Linked DNA regions of Solanum lycopersicum: region 2 is linked to region 1. Evidence: chromatin contacts called from public promoter capture Hi-C data. All regions are on one chromosome and are shown on one strand. The core of a region is the stretch at or near the end of the contact, and the rest is flanking DNA. Distances in the headings are between cores, read along the strand shown.

What was found. Promoter capture Hi-C pulls out the DNA fragments that hold promoters and counts their contacts.
Region 2: a promoter capture Hi-C map of leaf shows a contact between it and region 1, with 6 times the contacts expected there. The contact joins the promoter of NXD1 here to the promoter of LOC109119089 in region 1. A contact is called at or near these places in 1 of 1 promoter capture datasets (leaf), 3 of 8 Hi-C or Micro-C datasets (all in leaf) and 1 of 1 datasets of contacts at active chromatin or transcription factors (leaf).

What each region holds. Positions count from the first base shown.
Region 1 is chr12:57,279,547-57,287,426 of SLM_r2.1, reverse strand. LOC109119089 reads right to left here and starts at 5,024. Exons shown (of 4, transcript XM_019211408.1): 1 at 4,982-5,024; 2 at 1,185-1,528; 3 at 957-1,075; 4 at 338-872. The coding sequence starts at 5,024. The coding sequence ends at 338. LOC101247700 (geranylgeranyl transferase type-2 subunit beta 1) reads left to right here and starts at 4,897. Exons shown (of 11, transcript XM_010315926.4): 1 at 4,897-5,136; 2 at 5,726-5,800.
Region 2 is chr12:57,458,035-57,465,914 of SLM_r2.1, reverse strand. It overlaps NXD1 (Protein NEOXANTHIN-DEFICIENT 1), which reads right to left and starts at 4,963. Exons shown (of 10, transcript NM_001329094.1): 1 at 4,734-4,963; 2 at 4,571-4,654; 3 at 4,441-4,504; 4 at 4,207-4,253; 5 at 3,083-3,137; 6 at 2,812-2,850; 7 at 2,307-2,472; 8 at 1,940-2,003; 9 at 1,799-1,855; 10 at 1,208-1,634. The coding sequence starts at 4,801. The coding sequence ends at 1,391. It overlaps LOC101263499 (non-structural maintenance of chromosomes element 4 homolog A-like), which reads left to right. Exons shown (of 7, transcript XM_004252417.5): 5 at 175-385; 6 at 495-586; 7 at 720-1,169. The coding sequence ends at 1,022.

The sequences.
Region 1 (7,880 bases), core at 3,775-6,274:
TTAATTGAGTCTTACCATTGCAGTAACTGGCAGACTCCTTGCTGATTTGAGAAGACCATTGAATGATTCAGAACTGTTTGTTGTCAACATTCCCTATCTCTTACCTCCATCCCTATGCAATGTCCATTTGTCAAGATCGTTCTTCATTAGCCACACATATGCTTCCGCATTAGTCTCCTTGATCATTTCCATTTTTTTCAAAAAAAAATTCTCCTGACAGTGATTTGCAGCTGCCCATAACAGGTTGTTCAAAGTGACATTTTTGATATATATATATATTTTTTAAATTGGCCTTCAAATGTCTTAAACAAAAACGATGAAACCCAAATGGAGCCTGCTATTTCGGAGAATTATACACGGATGAGAGTATTCCGTGATGCCTATTTGATATAAATGTGACCCCTCTACGACCCTTGACAACGTGCAAGTGCAAATGATCCAAAAATAAAGTCCATGTCTCTATGCTCTCATTTGCAACTATTGCAAATGCCAAAGGTAATATAGAGCCATTACCATCTATTATAATCGCAATCAACAACGTGATATCATATTTTCCATAGACATGTGTTCCATCGATCGATATAACAGGACGACAATGCACAAACCCATCAATGCATGGTTTAAAAGCCCAAAACACATAGTTGAATACATCTTCAATGACATCGACACGCCGCTCTGTTTTCCATTCTACTATTGTTCCAGAATTGAAGTGTTTCAAAGCTTCCATGAACCTCGGTAACTCGACAAAAGAACCCTTCCAAGTACCATAGAATTTTTCAAAAGCCCGCTTGCAACCAAGATAAGCTTTTCTTCTACTTGTCGAAATGTCATATGCTTTAAGAACGACTGTTTGACAGTCTTTGATGGGAAACCTAAAAAGTAATAATAATATTAATTATCAAATAAATATGAATATTTTCTTATTAAATAAGAATCATCTAAGGATAAAATAGTACCTTGGCGTTCTTTCTATATCAACACGGATGACGTTAGCAATCATCTCAACATCCAAGTTGAAATGTCCTTCTGCGACATGTACCCATATCACATGTATGTTCTTCAATGTATCTTTCAACTTTTCACATGTTAGTATGTTTATCAATAAAAGAAGTCAACCTAAATCGGCATCCTTGTTCTACAAGCCTGCAAATAAGTCGCCATGATTTGTTTGTCGATTTAATAACAAAGTACTCCCTTGCTACTTTCAAATGTAGAAGTTTAACTGCTCTTTGCAACTGCTTTTTTGAATTGAATAACATGCTTTTTTCAATATAAATAGCACCATTCATGAAATCTTGTGGTTTATGCCACGTACGTTGAGATGTATACTCATCATATGTATCACCAAAGATATTTGAACCATCCGGGAGATGATCAAGATAAGGAATTTCATGATTACGAAACGGGCTCATGGACATTGGTCTTGGCAATCGATTAAGAGTCAAAAAATCATCATCACTAGATGATGCCTCAAATGGAACATTATCTCCTGATTCCTCAGCATTAGGCAAATCATCACTATCACTAGCTGAAGGTGAGTCATAATTAGGTTAGTCACGATCATCGATATTCACAAGATCAATGGGTTCATCTTGTGTAATATTTTCCCTATATATGTAAAAAAGTATAAATATTTCGCTCATGCAATTAACTTACTTAAATAAAGAAAAAATCAAGCGTTGGAAATACTGAAAATCATCTGCACCAAAAGTAGGCGATACATGAAAATTTGAGGATGTCCCAACATTTTTTGTCATTTCAAAGTGTGATGACTGACCAAAATAATTATCTAATCCATAACTTAAAGCAATATTTCTATCTTGTTGAGGTAAACCGCTACAGAATATATTATAATAAGAAAAATAAATCATATAAACTAATAAATAATTGACAAAATCAACAAATAATGATTGAAATATAATTATTGAGCACTACCGATCACTTTCATTGATAGTTTCATTTAAATCAAAATCATCATCGGTCGGTAAGAATATTTTGATAATGAGTCATGTTAGGAAAATCAGCAGATTGAGTTATTAGAAATTCTTCAACGCTATTACGATTTTCTAATTGGGGATTGACATCGATTGATAAATGAGAACGTTGTTGACTAATCTTAGGCTCCTTCCTAATATAGATTTCAAGTATTGTTAATTTGATTTGATCTATGTAGTCATTTGGAACCCTCAAAAAGTCGGTCAACGATTCGTCATTATAGATAATCCACTCTCCAAAATTAACTTGTCCTTGTGATAAAAATGAAGTAGGGTATTTTCCGACTATAATCAAATTATAATCAGTACTGTTTATACCCATTCTTTTATAAATCGATGAAATGAATTTATGATATCGAACATTAATTGGAAATTTAGCATTGTGTTTGGGAGGACAATTATAATAAATGGTATTTCCGTCATGTATAATTTCGCCATCCTAATAAATTGAAACATTAACTTTAGGCGTAGAAGATTTTCTTTTTTGAGATTGAATGAATAAATATAGAAGATTTTATGTTGTAGGTGATATCAATCATTTTAAACGACCTTAAATAAAGATTGAAAGTTTTTTCAAAATAAAAAAAATAAAAATACATAGTGTAATATTTTTTTCCGTTTTATGACATGTCAAATCAACATAATTGTATGACAACATTGAAAAAGCTTTTTCAAAACGTGAAAAATATTCCTCATATAAAGTGTAATAAAAAGTTCTACTTTATAAAGTGGAAGAAAAAGCTCTACTTTATAAAATGGAAGAAAAAACTCCACTTTACAAAGTGAAAGAAAAAACTCCACTTTATAAAGTGTAATTTTTACTTACACTTTATAAAGTGTAAGAAAAAGTTCCGTTGTACATTAAAAATACACGTTATGATACTAACGAAAAACGTTTAGAAAATTAGATAAAGTGGAATTTTTTTTTCACTAAACTTGTTTAAGTTACTAACTAAATAGTGACTTATTTTGATTATTTTTACACTTTTGTGGCTTATTTAGGTTTCCAACTCACTCCAATTTTAACTTAAATTAATGTTATTATATAATATTGTGAATGGTCTTAAATTTGCTAAATAACTTAAAATTGTGATATTGTTCAGAATAGAATTTAACACTTCTTATATAAAGATAAAATATAATTGATCATAAATTCAAGATTTTAATTTATATTCTCATAAATTATATAGAAATTTGATTATCCTCTTAAAGATTTTTGAAAATGAAAAGGTAATAAGAGGTTTTAAAAATGTTTATTTAAATTGTGATGGTCAATAATTCTAAATTAGTAGGGTTTTAAGAAGGTGTAAGTGATAAAGCTAAAGAATGATTTTTGTTAATTGAATTATGTGTCCTAAATAGTTAGCTATTTTCTAGGGATAAAATTAATTATTGATCTTTTAAAATTTAAATTTTAAATTAATAACTAAAATTTCAAAAACTGTCTGAATATTGATTTGGTTAACTATCATTTTCAAAAACAAAGTAAAAAAGGGAATTGTAATATGGAGTTAGTTATTTTTTATTTTGTTTTGTATTATTTTTTGTAACCATTTCTAAATATATTATTTTAGTGTTAACCATTTCTAAATATATTATTTCTATTTATCAATTGCAACAAAAGATTGTTACTACATATTTGAATTTATCACTGAAAAATATTTGATGTTTAACAAAAATTATAATCATTGAAAAAATAGTGTTCACATAATAAGATTTTAAAAAAATTGCAAATCAGTCGTGATATAACTCCGATTTTAGAATTCCATTGCTTATTATTGAAGAGTTTATGTTTAGTAAGAATATTTTGTCAGAAGGCGTGTACATTTGTAAAATAAACACATATATTATCAAAGTGGTATTAACTTTTTAAGTATTGTATTGAATTTCAATTCCCCCAAATATAATGCAATTTCCACCAAAAGAGAAAAACAACATATATTCGCACAAATCATAATGGATGTCCCACCGGAGGAGTGAACTTTTGATTTGTTGCTTGACTTTTAAAAATGAATCTGTATATATGTGTATTCCTCCACTCCTTTTAAAAATATATAGTATAGTTCAAAAAATATTGTGATACATTATTTGCTGAAAGTAAAAACTATAAAAAAAAATTACTGTTTGCAAGTTTCTTTACCATTATCCGTAAAAATGGTATGAATTTTAATAATATTTAAAAAAGTGAAAAATATAAATGTAATAATAATAATAATAATAATAATAATAATAATAATAATAATAATAATAATAATTTTACTATTGTTGTTATTATTATTGTTATTATTATAACTAAAAGGGAGCGTCAATGTGCATTGGAAAAAAACATATTAATAATATTTGTTAATGTGCAATTTATCAGAATTTATTATAAAATATATTACTATTATATATAGATTATTATTGTTATTATTTTTAGTAGTATTTGTTTTGCTATAAATAAGAAGATTGTGAAATTTAATTAAAATTATCTTTAAAAAAAATAAAAAGACAGACGTTAAAACAACATATTTTCAGAACAAGTTTTTCCTTCTTTTTTTTTTCATTTAATTTCAAAAACGGCTTCGAAATTATTTAAAATAAAATAATAATTTATTATAAAATCTATTGCATGAATTAATTTTAATTATTTAAATATCCATTTTTTGGTAATACATAAAACTCCGTTCGATATTGTTTGTCATAGTTTCTATTTTTAGAGTTAAATTATAAAAACTTTGATTCATGTTTTATAATGTATTTTTTCATCATATAAATATGTAAAAAATTATAATTTATAGTATTTTCTATATAATTTTAGAATATCTGATTTTTTATTTAAAATATCAAATTAATGTAATCTACCTTATCTTTGAAAATTAGTCAATTTGATTTTTAATAAATGTAATATGACAAACAATTTGGATTGAGGGAATAACAATTAGTTTGGGAAGAATTAGTCTCTCTTTTCTCTTAAAAAAAAAAAAAAAAGGCCTTTTAAGTCACACCTCTTCTCCAAAGCTCTCCCATCGATCTCTTACGCCCACCCATCCCCGACCAGCGCCCACCCCACCTATCCCAGATCGGCGCCTAACCCAGCAGCAGCAGTAGGAGGTCGCAGTGCCGCACCAGCAGCAGCAGAGGGCTGCAACAGCAATATTGGGTATGTTTCAAATTTTCGAAAATTCATTTTAGTGTTTATTTAACACACATATTTGTTCTATAGGGTAGATAACTTGTAAGAGTTTAACAAATGGAAGAGATAATATATTTTTTTTTACAATAATTCACAAAAATGAGAATTATAAGGTAAATGATAAAAGACTTAACTTTGTTAACTTAAATGATAATTACTACAAAATCCAAGTTAAATATATTTGATAAAATTGAACTCAACTTAAATTAAATTTTACTTTTTAATCAGTGAAGAGATCATTTTCTTTAATCAGCGAAGATATCATTTTCTTTAATCAGCGAAGTGATCATTTCTTTTGAGGTTTAAGTGAACTAGGATTACCAAATTTAGCAAGTATAACTACACAGATTTAAAGAAAGTTGTTTACTATATTTCCTTTTCCAAAAGATTGGAGAATTTGCAGAAATAGTATAGAACCATTTAGTTTGATCAATTTTAGGTATTTACTGATCCTAAAATTGTCTGAGCCATTTCTTGAATGTCATTATGTTATAATGATAGAAATCTCTTTATAATGACCACCGAAGAAATTTTAAATTGTTTCTTTTCGTGCTAGGCTACTGAGGAAGCTCAACGTTTTAAAAAGTTGATACAGGACTGTACTGCTTCTTTCATCAAAGTAGGATATAAGGTTTGGTGTTTCTAAAGTTCTAAAGTTCAAGTACAATTGTTTCTTATAATGTGTTTGTGTCCATCTAGTATTAATACTTAACTTTAATTTTGTAATTATTTGTTTGTATTCATCGAGTGTTGACACTTAGCTTTAAATTAGGTGATAATGTGTTTGTTTAACATAAGTACCAACACTAGCTGATCCTATTGATGACAAAATTGATTTTCTTGCAAAATTGAATTGTGCATATCTAGTGTTGATACTTAGCTTTAAATTTTGAAATAATATATTTGTTAAGCATAAGTACAAACACTAGTTGATCCTATTGATGACAAAATTGATTTTCTTGCAATATCGATTTGTGTTATTTAGTGTTGATACTAAGCTTTAATTTAAGAATAATGTGTTTGTTATGTATAAGTTCCAACATAGTTGATCCTATTGACGTCAAAATTGATTTTCTTGCAATATCGATTTGTGTCCATCTAGTGTTGATACTAAGCTTTTATTTAGGAATAATGTGTTTGTTAAGCATAAGTACTAATTCTAGTTGATCCTATTGATGACAAAATTGAGTTTTTTTTTATAGATCAATTTGTGTCCATCTAGTGTTGACACTTAGCTTTAAATCTAGGAATAATGTGTTTATCAAGCATAAGTACCAACACTAGTTGAACCTATTAGTTGGTGGATTAATTGTTGGAATTAATTCAAATTACTAGTTAGATTTAATGATGTTTAGTTGTTGAAATAAGTTCAATTAAGTTTAGTTAACCTCTAGCTAGTTTGACTCGTTATTCAAAATAGAGAAAATGGTCTAAATCCCTCCAACCTATACTTGAAATTTCAACTACACACTCCAACTTCATGGGTGTCCTATCCTCTAGCATTTTATTTCTCTATTTAGTGCACACCTGAGTGTTGACATGTTATAGGAGGTGAGAACACCTTCTCTAGGCGTGTTAGAAGAAGAAATAAACCAGTTCACGTCAGAAGAGACAATAAATTGGTAATGGTCATCTTCCCCAAATTAAATTAACTTTTGTGCCTTTTCCCCACCATTAATCCTTGTTCATTCTTCAATATGTTGACGATTTTCTTTCAAGAATGACTAGCTTTTAGTTGTTTATGTTCACTTCTACTTTAAATCTTGAAGTAGTATGCTCGAATTTCTTATTTAGGTTCTCTAGTTTGAATTTTGAAGTTCCTCTAAATTTGTTGAAAATGACAAATGAAAACTTGAATAAGCTTTGTATCGATGAATCAGACCTAATGCGCTCAGGTGCTGTAGTGAGATGTAAAGCTGAAATTTTGTTGAATTTGTAAACTTTTTGATCGAGATTAAATTCGGAAAAAAGATTTTTGTCTTACCCTTGCTATGAGTATATTTTTTCCCTTGTATTCTTGATTCTCTTTATAAGGGACAAAGAAAATACACACGAGAATTCTTGGATCATCACCAAAATGCTATTTAGATGTTGTAATAACACTTTGGTGTGGGAGATTAAAAGGGAGAAAGCGAAAAGAAAGAATTTGGGGTAAGGGGTGAGGTCATTCGATCTTTACAAGGAAAAAGAAAAGGTAATAGTGGGGTCCATGCATGTAAATCACGTTAGTCAATATATTGGGTTTATGTGTACTGGTCAACACTCAGGTGTGCACTAAATAGAGAAATAAAATGTTAGGGGGTGATAGAACACTCATAAAGTTGGAGTGTGTAGTTGGGATTTCGGTATAGGTTGGGGAGGCTTAAAACCATTTTCTCTTTAAAATATTGTGGTTTAGTTGGTGGATTCAGTTGTTGGAATTAAGTCAAAATTTGTTAAGAGTTAAAAAATTGTTTAGTTGTTGAAATAAGTTCAAACAAATAATGTGGTTTAGTTGATGAATTTTGTTTTTGGAATTAAATTAGTTAGAATTAAAGTTGTTTAGTTGTTTAAATAAGTTAAAAAATAATGTGGTTTAGTTGGTGGAATTAATTCCAAAGTTGAGTAAATATTGTTTTGTTGTTAAAACAAGTTCAAATAAATAATGTGGTTTAGTTGTTGAAATTAAGTCAAGACTAGTTAGAGTTAAAGTTGTTTACTTGTTTAAATAA
Region 2 (7,880 bases), core at 3,714-6,213, 180 kb before region 1:
CAAATTCCCTTACTTTATTATGTCCAATTTGGATTCAAAGTATTGTCTTGGAGACATAGTAAGGGAATTTGCTATTGTTGTTTGGGATTGAGGTGAAGTAGTTGTTTATTTACTAAAGCATAAAAATGGCTGCTTGAGTTATATTCAGTGTATGTAATCTGCCTTGTATCACAGCTTGATGATATAGAGGAGAAAACAGATACAGACAGCAACATATCAACTATGTTTCAAATCCTAAGGGAGAAGAAGAGAGTCAAGCTTGAGTATCTCATAGTGAACAGAAAATCTTTTGCGCAAAGCATTGAGAATTTATTTGCACTATCTTTTCTAGTGAAAGATGGACGGGTTGTCATAGACGTCGATGAAAATGGATCTCACTTTCTGTGTAAGATACCTTTCTAAATCTTCCATTTACTGAGCAGTGCAATTTATGTATGTCCCAGTCTTTCTTTCTGTAGTTTGGTTTTTCCTTTCTAATATTCTTCCTTTCTCAGCTCCAAGGAATGGTCCTGATGCCAAATTAGTTAAGTCTGGTGAAGTTAAATACAGCCACTTCGTCTTCAGATTAGATTTTGCTGATTGGGAGGTAGGGAGATACTATGAGCAAGAGTCCAGATTGTTTCTTTGTTACATGAGCAATCGATGAACTTACCATATAATCACATATTACTTTTGCTTCTTGGTCTAACATAATATCCAAATGATCATTGTGCACACAGCTGATGAAGAATGCAGTGCCAGAAGGAGAAGCGCTGATGCCAAACAGGAACATATTGGTGAATCCAGTCTTTACTGAAGCTAATGAACCAAACAGAGACATATTGGTTAATCCAGTCATTACTGAGGCTAATAAGCCAGTTGCGATGGATGATTGTCAACGAATGTTACCAATCACTTGGGTCAAGAAATTGTCAAGGAACCGAGGCAAGGTATTATACAAAGCTTCAGAAGTTGATAGTAACTCCCCTGAAATTGGTGATGCCAGCATTGGCAGTGGCAGCCTGAAGAGGAAGCTGCTATGAGATGTAGCTATAAGTTAAACCTTTAACTCTCCATTGGTTGTGAACATGATTGTATATTTCAATTAGGCTATTTTTGAATGTGTAAAGCAACTGGCTCTGAGACTTTCCATATATTTACTATATTAAGTTCTATCATTAATGCTTTAAGACAATTCTGCTTTATTATCTTGTATAGCAAATAGAGTGCAACAACAAGATCACTGATCAAAATAAGCCTCTGTATGTCATTGTACAAGGTGCAAATGACCAAGTTTTCTGATAGTGACAACAATTGAATGAACAAAAGTAATTTATTTTATAAATGAACATACATATATTAGAAGACCAACAATCTTATGAAGGCGCATGTAAAAGAAAAAAATGACTAGTCAAGTAGTGTCATGGGAACATGCGGTAACTGTAGTAGGAGCTTCAACTCTCATTTTCAGATGATTGAATTCTAAAGCCAAAATGGGCTTCGACAGCATCACAGATATGCTGAAATTTCTCTTGGTCCCTCTGGGCACTCTGCTAACTGATTCCACATTTGAGCTCTGATCTTCAGATGAATTTTCCTTGTCTGCATCTGACTCAGATGGTCCCGAAACTTTTGCTGGTTGCACTGCTCTTACCCTACATATGCAAAGTGAAAAAGCACAAATCACTAGCCCTAACAGCGAGTTCTAATGCCAATTAGGGGCCAAGAAGATGTTTCAGTTCCACTTGCTAAGTGAGCTACAGAATATTAGCAGAGAGACTTATAGCACAATGAATAGATCAGGCTAAGCAGCACAGACCTGCACTCAATCTGGCAAGAGTACTTGAGGAGATCAGAATTGTACTTCGTCCGTCCACTGAAATTTAAAGCAGACTGCTAGTTACAAGTGCAAATTCACTTCACGGGTTAACACCCTAAGGACCAAGATAGAAACAATTACCTGAAGTTTGGTAGTGACATTTTGATAAGTGGACCCATCCATCCCTTAGAATCCTGCTGAGAAGCTGCCAATTCCCATTAACATTTAAAAAACAAGTATGATATTTGGGATGAAGTTTCCAAATAACCTGCTAATGGTCAAACACTCAAACTGCAAGATTTTGCAAAAACTCCCTCCCTTGGTTAGGATATGCAGAACGGGGGAACTGATTGTTTATTCTATTGAGTAAAGGAACTACCTAGTTGGCTAGTTAGACCATGTCCTGAATCACACTCCACAACTATTGCTACAACGGAAGTCGCAGAACAACAACAATTATATTATGAATTTAATCTACCAAGAAATAATGCAGTGTAATCTTATTTACCAGTGGCATTAACATTGATGTTGCAGATACTCATTGCTGTCTGTTTCTTTATTTCAGTCACTTCTACGTCCATGTGATTCTTATAGTTAGAAGATGTCCTCAAGCCAATCCTTCTTAGGAAACTGCTTGATTTACTTTCCGGTTTCTGTGGAAGTGCTGTAATTTTCTGCATGCAGGTCAACAAAGTGAGTTGTAGCTCAGAATATAACACTTCTTTTCTTAAAACATCAGCCGAGTAATTGGATAAATATTGGCTAGAACTACATTTTCAGTTACCTTCAGTATACCTTTAGAAAGGGCATAGTAAAAGCCATGCACATAGCATGTGGAAAAAGGAAATTCATAGCCAACATGACAGAAAAGAGTTTATTTAAGAAGAGAACGGTAATTTGAAAGCATTTTGCGAAAGCTTGACCAGGAGAGTTGAACTGCATGATACTTGATATACAAAATTACAACTCAAATGTTCAACAACAGAAGATCCAATTTACCAACTCAGACGTACCTTCGAAAATCTGGCAACTTGGCTTGGAAGACCTACAACCTGTTACGCAAGAGATATTATTAAGATTATGTCAAAATAATGCAATATACAAAAATTTAATTAGTTATGCAAACTAGATTCCTAGTAAGAACGTGTAGTGGTGCCTATCTTTATCGGTTTTCACGCCCTCATGCTGGAAAATTACTCTTTCAATCAAATGATTAAAGAAGCCATTCTAATTAACACTGAGGTTGGGAGTACAGATGTATATCAGAAAGTGATCTCTACCTACCTTCCGTCCATGAAGGCATGCCTCATCACTGCCCACCAGCACCCTGGCAGCCCATCTATTATTGACAAAAATATATTTGTTAGCATACACACATAGTTTTTGGTTTAACCATTTGGTATCTGAAACAAACTGCCGCAACTAATCTAGATTAGCACATCATAAGGTCGAGAAAGCGGGAAAGCACTCCCTACTAAGAGTACTTTTATTTCCAAGGCTTGAACACGAGAACTCTAGTTAATTAAGGGTAGTGAGATTCATCTCATCCCACTGCTTGGTGATGATACAAATATATACTTTATAATATCTTGTCCCTAGGTATGGATTTTCAAGTTTGTCTTCTGAGATAGAAGGAAACTGAATTATTTAATAGGATAATAAAATGTTGGCAATAAGGTTTACATGGATTATCCCCAAATATATACTTCATATTGTTCAATAATTTACTCATGACAGCTAAATTAGTAGTATCACCAGTTACTATGCGGGGCTTCAATGAAACTACCCCTTCTAAATCACCAGAGAAGGAAAAAAAAGTAGACACAACTGTGTGTTTGGAATAGAGGAAAACATTTTCTCAAAAATGTTTTTCGATTTTCCAATGTTTGGTTGGTCAAATTGTCCGGTAAACATTTTTTCAAAGAAAAACAGGTACCTTAAGAATGAGGAAAATGACTTCCTATATGAAAATAAGGAAATCAAGTTGCATTCCAAGTTATTTTCTCCTCCCCTTCCACCTAATCCCCCAGCCACACCCCTTGACCATCCCACCCCCGCCACTCTCGAACCCCACTCCCCATTCCATCCCCCCTCCATAATATTTTGCTAGATAACATATATTCGCCTTACTTAGCAAACACTAAAAATAAGTAAGAAAACCACTTGTTTTCAAAGAAAACATTTCCTTCATACCAAACACACCCGAGAAGGATCTTAAATTTCAGGACGAGCAAAACAAGCAATAAAAGGAACCCCAAATAATTAAAGAAAGTCATACTGAATCTAAACGACGAGTCCAGGTTGATTTTGTTGGGGCCATATTCCGTTTTCACAACAAGTAGAAATTCCAAAATTATTTCATAATGTATATAACTAGTACTAAGCAAAGGAAGAGTAAAAATACTTACGCACAAGACGTAGGTGGATTCCACACTAATCCTGCAATCACCACAAGCTGAACAACTTGCATTAGAATAATACTTAACTAAAGTAAAAAACAGAATTCTTTAATCAAATCTATCACAATCCTGTACAAATTAAAGCAGGCAGCCTTACAATATAGAATGAAATAATTCAACTTAAAATAATACCAAACAAATCACTTGGTCTACTAAACAAAACTATAATACACAACACGAAACCTCATCGAAAATTCCAGCAGGACTATCATCATAGCTAGCAAGAAAAAACCCACCAAGAGTATATCTGCAAGTAAACTAGTACAAATTAAAACACTAATTGTGTTTCCAAACAAAACCTACAAATGCATACCCAAATGCCTCAACTAGTTTGCACTCTTTAGGAATGAAAGCTCTAGCGTTCTCTGCTTTGACAAGATGAAGTTGGTATAAAGCACTGCAACATTAAAATTATTGGCTGATTAAAATCCACAAGACTTAGATCAATTGTAAAGATAAATGGATACACCACTTGCCTGCCTTTAAAAATCCATGGAGGTTTTCCATAACCCAATGAAGTACAATTTGTGTCTTTCACTTCCATGAACTCCAAAATACCAATTATATAATAGCATATGCCCCTTTGCAATTAGGATGAAGAAAGCAAAGAAAAAGAAGAGCTCTAATACTTGAAGTTATTAAGAAGAAGATGAGGTAAGGCAGGTGAATCCTTTTTCTTGGCCACCAATGTTGGGCCCAAAAATATGAAAGTAGTATCTATTAGCAAGTACTATATACTATATATATACACACATTATACTCCCTCCTTTTAATTTTTTAAAAAGTTATGATCTAAATAAATTCTTAAAGATATTTGTGTAAAATTAAAGTATAATAATTAGGTGACATACTATTGAGATGTGCTAAAAAGAAAGGGTGTCGTAAAATATGAAATGGAGGAAGTATTATACGAAAAGTGAAAAGCTACAAATATAAAGTTAAATTATTATTTTATTTTTATATTAAATTAAAATAAAAAAATAATTAATTAAATAAATAGTAAAATTCTCAAATTTCTATCATCTTTTAAGTAAAACATGTTATAGCAAGTTGAACTTTTTTTACTACTCATAACATTTCGTAATAAATTGAGTTTTTTTTACTATTCATAACATCTTATTATAGATAAATCTTTTTCTACTATTTGATTTGATTAAAATGTTCATAATATTTTCGTCTTGAGTGTTTCCTACGAGCTGACATATTCATCTTAGAAATGATATAATTAACTTCATATAATTGGCGGATGAAGCATTATAGGAGGTTCGACTCAGATTTACAAAGAAAATAGATTAACGTCCGAATTACAAGCTACCAAATGAAATATTGCTAGAAAGCTTCTACAAATTACTAGATGCGGACAACAAGTCTGTGGCAAAAAATGATGTAGTAGATTCATTGATGGGTCATACTTATGATAAAGTTATATGTTATGTTAAACCAACAGGGCTTGACACGCTAAGGTAATTAATAGTGTATCAAGTTATGAAAAAATTTAAAGCAGAGGCCAAAAAGAAAGGGATGAGACATAAGTACCTCATTCAACAATGGCCTGGCCTGAATATATAGCAGCATACTTTAATATAATTACAGTCATATTACCCCTCCCCCCCCCCTCCTTCCCACTCACACCTCAAACTCCATTTTTTCGTATTATAATACACTTTTTGTGCTGATATGACACTTTCAATCAAGTAAGTTGGTTGCGTTTGTATATCATGCACTATCACATGTGTAATATTTTAATTTTTTAAAAATACTTTTTATTTTATTTATCTTGAATTAAAGTTTTTCTTTTCTTTTCATTTTTTCCCTCTTTTTAATCTATTGACTTATTTGTTTATTTTATTTTCTTCGTCTTTTCTTTAGTTTTGATTTCAAATGTATTGTACTTAAAATAAGTTAGTTTTATAAGAATATTAATATACATGAATAAAATCAAATAACACACAAAAAAAATTAAACATTAAAATTAAAAGGACACATTTTTTTAAAAAAAAGCATTATTGTATATTCTTTTAAAAAAGTACAAGTAATTTTTCTAAAACTAATTAAATACGAAAAATAAGAAATTAATGAAAGAGAAAAAGAAGTTAAAAATGAATATTTTACCTAGAAAGAAATGAAAATAATTAAATATATACAAGTTTTTAATGTCAATAATTATGTGTACTAACTAATTGTAAATTGAAAAAGAGACACTAATTTTTTCGTAATTCACTTGCCTTCAAGAGAGTGTGCTCACTCTTTATGCCACATTATCATGTATGTGTATTTATTTCGTTATAAAATAATTTAAGAGGATAATAAAAGATGGCATAGTTGATGATATAGATTATGATTTTGCCCAAATAGTTAAAGGTGAACTTTGGACTTGTCATGATCCTGATCCGTCATAAGTAACACCAACACTAACCTTCCACTAGGAAAACTATTTTCCTAACCCAACAACCCTTAAATAGAGCAATTTACTATAGTATAAGTACTAAGGAAACACTTGAAAGCAAATAAAAATTGAGTTCCCATAAACTTCAAAAATCATCCTAATGATTGCCGAATTCAACCTCTAGGGATTTGAAAGTCATTACTAGAATTCTAAATAGTAAAGAGTGGGATGCGACCTCGAAACTAGAAAACATTAACCTAACGGTCTAAAAAATTGGTTGCCCAAAAAGAGGGGGGAAAAGTATAGAAGAATCCATGGTCGTCTAAAAGAGCAGCTTACCCTTGGATTTGAAGGTCAAACATCTCTCAATTGAGGTCTTGTATCAACTGCCTAAATATGACAAAGCAAGTGCAATATCAGTGCACAATAACTATGTACTAGTAAAATCATACGAATATAAATCTAAACATGAAAGAAAAAATAAGTTTCCACAGATTAGTTATACAGGACAACACATATACCAATAATCACGACATAATACAGCACAACCGCTATAGCGGATGCACAGACGTCCTGCTATAGCGGTGTGCCAGTCGCCATAGTGACTAGCACAGATTGAGAGACTCCTAAACCTCCCCAAAAGCCTCCATTTTGAGATATACATTTGATCTTTGATGTTCTACACTAACCCTTTCATGCCAAGTTCGATTTCGGGAGTTTTACTCACCCGAATTCGATTATAAAAGGCCCTATCGGTTTCTTAATGTCTCAGCTACTAGAAAATATAATTCAAACCTAGACATATTGCCCAAATCATTTCCGAATTGTCTAAAACCTCACATCTTTCAGATTTCATCTAAGATTAGCCTAATCTAACAATTTTAAGTTACAACCTAAAATTTTTTGTAACAATTTCTTTCACTATTGACGTACTCATAACAATCGAGACAAATCATTATATACTTGTAAATGATCAAGGATAAAGGAACGAGGAAGCTTTCTATACTTATATATTATGGAACTCATTATGTGAACAATTATCAATCAGAGAATTTTCATTCAAATTATCAAGATTTCAATCAAGAATCTTAGCGGTGATGTCAAGAAAATCAAGATTGGAACAAAGAGTAGCAAAATACAGGGTGAAGATACATGAACCATGGTAACTGTGACCAAGGCTTCAACCACAAAATTGCAAATTCATATGTCCCATCCCAAGATAGTCACCAAAATGCAA